2 separate regions of the Mus musculus genome follow, and region 1 is linked to region 2. A link is a contact called in public HiChIP or PLAC-seq data. All regions are on one chromosome and are shown on one strand. Each heading gives the region's core, a stretch centred on a gene start, on an enhancer-like site or on the middle of the called end of the contact. The rest is flanking DNA. Distances are from core to core; before and after follow the strand shown. Region 1 overlaps Ten1 (TEN1 telomerase capping complex subunit). Region 2 holds the start of Smim6 (small integral membrane protein 6).

Evidence for each region. HiChIP or PLAC-seq counts read pairs in DNA pulled down with a chosen protein or histone mark.
Region 1: a contact with region 2 is called in an HNF4G HiChIP or PLAC-seq map of pancreatic cancer cells. The contact joins the enhancer-like site here to the promoter of Smim6 in region 2. A contact is called at or near these places in 1 of 484 Hi-C or Micro-C datasets (liver), 2 of 115 datasets of contacts at active chromatin or transcription factors (embryonic midbrain and pancreatic cancer cells) and 4 of 9 other capture datasets (adipose tissue, embryonic stem cells, liver and 1 more).

What each region holds. Positions count from the first base shown.
Region 1 is chr11:116,209,532-116,212,280 of GRCm38.p6, forward strand. The region is part of intron 3 of Ten1 (TEN1 telomerase capping complex subunit); the gene reads left to right. Among named protein-coding and RNA genes, the nearest start is that of Acox1, 12 kb to the left of the region's middle. Within about 2 kb of position 1,415, at least 26 of the 459 cell types and tissues checked have an H3K27ac peak or open chromatin away from gene starts, as enhancers often do. A contact at or near this core is called in liver, pancreatic cancer cells and pancreatic islet, where this site is marked.
Region 2 is chr11:115,910,412-115,913,621 of GRCm38.p6, forward strand. Smim6 (small integral membrane protein 6) reads left to right here and starts at 1,606. Exons shown (of 2, transcript NM_001162998.1): 1 at 1,606-2,045; 2 at 2,972-3,210. The coding sequence starts at 2,978. The coding sequence ends at 3,148. The region is part of intron 7 of Recql5 (RecQ protein-like 5); the gene reads right to left.

The sequences.
Region 1 (2,749 bases), core at 165-2,664, 300 kb after region 2:
ATGTTTTACATCTAGAGCCAGCCAGGAGACTGGTGTGGAACAGCACCAGCTCTGTGATCATCTCCCGGAATCTGACACCGCTTGGTACCGTCCAAGGCCCTGATGGGTCCCTGTCTGAGGTGTTTCTAAACATCTTCCCCTGTGTGTAATTAGTAATAATCACACCTTGTATAAGCATACTGGCTGTAACAACTGCCACCTCACAAACCTCTTTTCTCACCTTTTAAAAACTATTGTAAAAACTTTTTTTTTTTTTGTTTTTTTAAGACAGGGTTTCTCTGTGTAGCCCTGGCTGTCCTGGAACTCACTTTGTAGACCAGGCTGGCCTCAAACTCAGAAATCCACCTGCCTCTGCCTCCCGAGTGCTGGGACTAAAGGTGTGCGCTACCATGCCTGGCTTGTAAAAACTTTTAATTGTCACATGGTGATTGTATAGCCATACTATGGACACAGGGTGACATTTCAATACATGTCCATGGTAGGTAATGAATGATTACATCAGAACAATTGGTATATCAATCTCTGTAGACATTTATCTTCTGCGCGCGCGCATGTCTGTGTGTGTGTGTGTGTGTGTGTGTGTGTGTGAGAGAGAGAGAGAGAGAGAGAGAGAGAGAGAGAGATAGAGAGAGCTCAGAATAATCAAAATATCCTCTCTGCTAGATGCTTTGAAATAATTCAAGTGGTTGGCAACAAGTAGGCCTGGGGTTACACAGTGACTGTAATCTTAGCTGCCCAGGAAGTTCCAGGCCTACCAGGGATACAGAGTGAGTTCAAGGGCAGCTTGGGTATCTTGGCAAGGCCATACCTCAGAAAGTGAAAAGAAGAAGGGAGCTGGGGGAAGGAAGCCAAGCTCAGTGGTGGCAACACAAAGGTAAAGGAATTTTTCTAGGAGAGATAGGTATGAGGCAGGAGAGTTACATGTTTGGTAATGCCTGCATAACTGTCACTGAGCGTGAGGCCAGGCTAGCCAGGACACAGAAGAGTTTCTAGACAGACAAGGAAAGCTGTTCAGTGAGAGGAGACTCTGAAGTCCCTGTGTTACAGTGAGAATATGTTTTGTGGTCTGAGGCTTCTCTGTACTCATCAGAGATGCGACCGGGGAGGGCAGAGGCTGGAGATGCATCAGGCAGGCAGGTTGGAAGGCAAAGGCTGAGTCCTGCAATACCAGGAAAATGGCTGGGAGGTACTTAGGGCCGGCTGAAGAGACAGAGAAGGTGAGAGAGTCCAGGAGACCCAAGGGGTGAAGAAGGCTGCAGTAGTAGGAGTGAAAGGTCAGGAAGATACTGAGAACAAACAGGGTGTAAGATTCTAGAACAAACCAGTCCAAGGTGCGAGGTGGGTGTGGGAGGGAGAACTGGAGCAGAGGTAAACTGCTGTAAACAGTTATCAGTGGGAAGGAGCCGGGCGTGTAACAGGAAACCCGAGCAGCAGGTGAACTCTGGACTCACCTCCTGCACAGTAGGACCTGTTGATATGGATAAAGCCAGGTTTCAGCCAAGTCCCAGAGAAAAGGTGAGACTCTTATAAGGACACTGGAAGAGGGAAACACAGTACAACAGAGGAAGGACACAGGACCCAGGAGTGTGGGCAGGGATGAGGACTTGGTGGGTTTGGGGTGACCATACAAGGACTACCTTTGATGTTGTCGAGTGACTGCCATTAAGGCGTGCAGGCCAGCACTAGTGGTCTCCACACGGCAGGGCAGTGGTACCTGACAGTTGCATGTGTGCTTAGGCTTGAACCTGGACCTCCTGCATGCTAGGCACGTGGTTGTGTGTGACTGTTCTTAGATGGTCTCTCATGTACAGCAGACTCCCCGCAAACCGGCTATGCATTGGAGGAGAACCTTGACCTCCTGATCTCCCGAGTGCTGGGGTTACAGGCATGTGCTAGCGTGTCCGATTCATGTGGTGCTCGTGGGAGCTCGGATGCTAAGCGGCTGAGGGGGTGCTAGCCAAGTGCTCTGCCGGCTGAGCTGCATACCCGGCCTTTTCCCTTCTCTTGAAGATTTATTTTACTTTTAAATGTGTGTGTATGTGTGTGTTCCCGTCTGTCTGTGTGTAGGTATGTACACATATATGCAGGTACCCATAGAAACCTGTGGCTTTGGATCCCCCCAGAACTGGATCAAAGAGTTGTAAGCAATTGGACTCAGTTGGGAACTGAGCTCAGGTCCTCTGCATGCTCTTAACCACCAACCCATCTCCCAGACCCTGTGTGTATGTGCATATGTATGTGTATGTGCATATGTATATGCATGTTTTTGGTTTGTGCTGAAGGTCAAACCCAGGTCCTTGCACACGCTAGCAGTGCTCTGTTTTTTGAAATGGGATTTTTGTTCAGCCACACCCTGCCAAGGGCTAGGACTCTAGGCAAGCCCTTTCCTGCCTGCTTTACCTCACACCTTCTACCCACAGGCTGCCATCCTCAGATGCCACACATGCACTCCCATCTCTCCTCCTTCCATCCAGAATGGGCTGAAGCACCTGGACTGCAGCCATGGCCTGACCGAGCCACTGAGAAGCCGTCCATTCTGGGGACCGCTTACTCTGTAGACAATAAACGATAAAGCCAACTGAGACTGATGAACGTAATGAACAGGAGCAAAGGCTCAACAGCTGCAACCACTCGCTGCTCTTCCACAGGATCCAAGCCTGCTTCCCAGCACCCACACAGGCAGTCACAGCCACCTGTAACTCCAGCTCCAGGGGAGCCAGTATTCTCTTCAGGCCTTCATAGGCACCTG
Region 2 (3,210 bases), core at 356-2,855:
GTTGAACTGTCCCTCCAGCCCATGTACCTCTGATGTGGGCACAGGTGCCTCTGTGGGTGGGCTAGTCCTTCTGAGGAGGGGCTGCTGTCTAGCTCTGCTCGAGCCTTTTCCTTGTAGTTTTAATTTTATTAGAGCAAGAGTTTGAACACACCTGCAAAAGAAACTGAGTAGAAAATGTCACCAGCTGGGTGTGGTGGCGCACGCCTTTAATCAGAGCACTCGGGAGGCAGAGGCAGGCAGATTTCTGAGTTCAAGACCAGCCTGGTCTACAAAGTGAGTTCCAGGACAGCCAGGGCTATACAGAGAAACCCTGTCTCGAAAAAAACCAAACCAAACCAAAACAAAAAAGAAAAGAAAAGAAAAGAAAGAAACAAAGAAAATGTCACCAGAGAGGGGCCAGCAAGATGGCTCAGTGGGTAAAGGAACTGGCCACCAAACCTTAAGACCTGAGTTCAATTTCTGGAACCTACTTCCACAAGTTGTCCACTACCCCTTCTCCATACACACAGAGGCCACGGCATACGTGTGTGTGTGTGTGTGTGTGTGTGTGTGTGTGTGTGTGTTTATGAGCATGCGCACACACGCACAAAATGTATAAAAAAATTTAATGTCACGAGTTTTACAAAATGTGCCAAAGTTTAGTTATGTTTCTATTGTTTCGATGGGACTATGGAGTGATAGCAAAGTGGTCACATAGGTATTAATAGAGACAACAGCTGTCATCTGCTCTAAGAGCTGACTATACAGCTGGCTCCAAACTCCAACTGTACCAGCTGCACAACCGAAGTTGCTTAACCACACTGTCTGTCCTTGCTGTAAAATTGGAGTTGTGGTTGTCATTACTGCTTCATCTGTTGATACCATGTCAACGTTGTTATCATAGAAACAAGCTCAGCTGCTATACACCAGTCTGGGAACAAACAACTGACTCTTGATAAGAACCTCATTTAACTGATGGGCACAAACCATACCAGGGTGTGCCAGAGTCCCGCCTGCTGGCTGTGTGCATCTGGCAGGCCAGGAAGTCAGTGAGTTTTACACAAGGAAATGGCAGGCGACAACGCTTTCCTGAGCTTGTTCCTCACCTGTCACCACTCCAGGTTAGACCCCAGAGGATTGGATGACAGATACCCTGGCATCCCAGAAACTGTTATTCAGTGAGCATTTCCCAAACTCTGACGGCAGGATTGATGATGCACTAGAACGCAAGCCCTTCAGAGGCAAAGACCCACCTCTCTGATCTTACAACGGGCTATGGCAGGCCCACATGCCTAAGCTCTGAAAGGAGTCAACAGTGGCCGCCAAGTTCCGAGCAAGGCCAGTGTAATTAGTCCCCTTCCAAGGCGTGTGTGTGCACGTGCGTGCATGTGTGTATGTGTGTGTGTGTTGTGTGGTCGCCCCCTCTCCAGCTTCTTCTCTCTCTCTCTAACCACAGAACCAGCAGAGGCCATGCCAGAGGCAGGTACTGCGGGGAAAGGCTCCATGTGATAAGCTCTCCTACTCTTACCCAGAAACCTGTTCCAGGCAGTTCCTGCCAGAAGTGCAGTTAATCATTCACCCAAACCGCAGGAAGGAAGGAAAGAGTGCTCCCCTACGAGCTCTGAGAAGAGTGCTCCCAGGGAGATCTGAGAGCTCTGAATGGCTCTAAGGCCCAGCTCTCATCAGTGAGGCTGACAGGCGGCCTGGGGCACAGACCCACTCTCTCTTCTCACCCTAACTCAGGCTGACCTCTCTCAGGGACTTAAAACTCAACTCCTCCAATGCCATCACAGAAGGGTAGAATCCTAATGGAGGGAATGAGGGAGGGAGTGGCAGTTGCCAGGCAACCAGTCTAGCCCACCCTTGTTTGCTCTGGTGGTGGCAGCAAAGGTGTGGTCAGAGTATTTGGCAACTCCCTGGGCTGCCAACAGCAGTTTCTCTGAGTTGGGGCAAAGCTGTGGTCACCTGGAAGCCTCTTCCACCCAGGAACCCTGAAGTCTGAGGCCGGAAGGACAGCCTGACTTGCTTTGTCCTCAGAAGATTCAAGACTATTAACAGAAAACCAGGTAATGACATCTTTCTTCTTCTCCCACTCCCCAAACGGCTGCAGCCCCACACTCACCAGCTCCACTTCCGTAATATGGCAAGGCCTCCTGCTCCCAGCTGCATCCAAGGACACTCAGCCACGCTTTCTTCCTATCCACCACCAAGACTTTTTTAAGATTTATGTGTGTGCTGTTCTTACGTATGCATTTCCACACAGGCACTCCTGGTATTTTCAGAGGCTGGAGATGGTGTCAGGCGCCCTGGAACTGGCTTTGTGGAAGACTGTGAGCTGAGCAGCCAGGGCTGAAATAGGGTTTTCTGTTCTCAGCCGGCCTGGATCCCTGGGCTCAAGTAGGAATTCAGCCTTCTGTGGAGCTGAGACTTAAGTCACCATCACCCAGCTAGGCTTATAGACCAAGCTCTCAAAATGCCTCCCAAACATCTGGGAATTGGGACAATAAGAATAGGAGACCTACAGGTGTACACTTTAGGTTCTAGCTAGGAAGGCCTCAGGGACAGGAGAAATATCAGGCTCATAGCAGAGTTTTTCAGAGACTCTAGAGGTAGCCCTCAGCAGCTTCTAAGCAGGAAATCCCATTTCCCACTTTTTTTTTTTTTTTTTTTTTTTTTTTGGTTTTTTTTGAGACAGGGTTTCTCTGTGTAGCCCTGGCTGTCCTGGAACTCACTCTGTAGACCAGGCTGGTCTCGAACTCAGAAATTCACCTGCCTCTGCCTCCCAAGTGCTGGGATTAAAGGCGTGTAACCACCACACCCGGCTATTTCCCACTTTTTGATATTAGAGACTTTGAATCCAAAGACTCATCATCCCCGCAGGGTTGGCTAGCTAGCTGTGTCGAGCTGTCCAGAAGGTGTCATGGATAGCACCACTGGGCACAAGGACTTCAGAGCTCTCTGCACTCAGGGCCTCTTGTCTCCTCTCTTCCAGATTTCCATGGGCCAAATGGTACCACCAAGGAGCATCCAGAATGAAGACTTCTGGAAGAACCCGTGGGATGTGGGGGGCCTGACAGTGATTGGCTTGTTCACCTCCACGTTCCTGCTCTTCGTCTTATTTGCTGTTGTGTTTGGGTATGTGGAAAAGGCTGTGTTTGAAGAGGAGTGATCCGTCTCCTCCGGGTCCTAGAAGGCAGCAGAGAGAGAGGGGCTGATCTGCTCAGCCCCGAC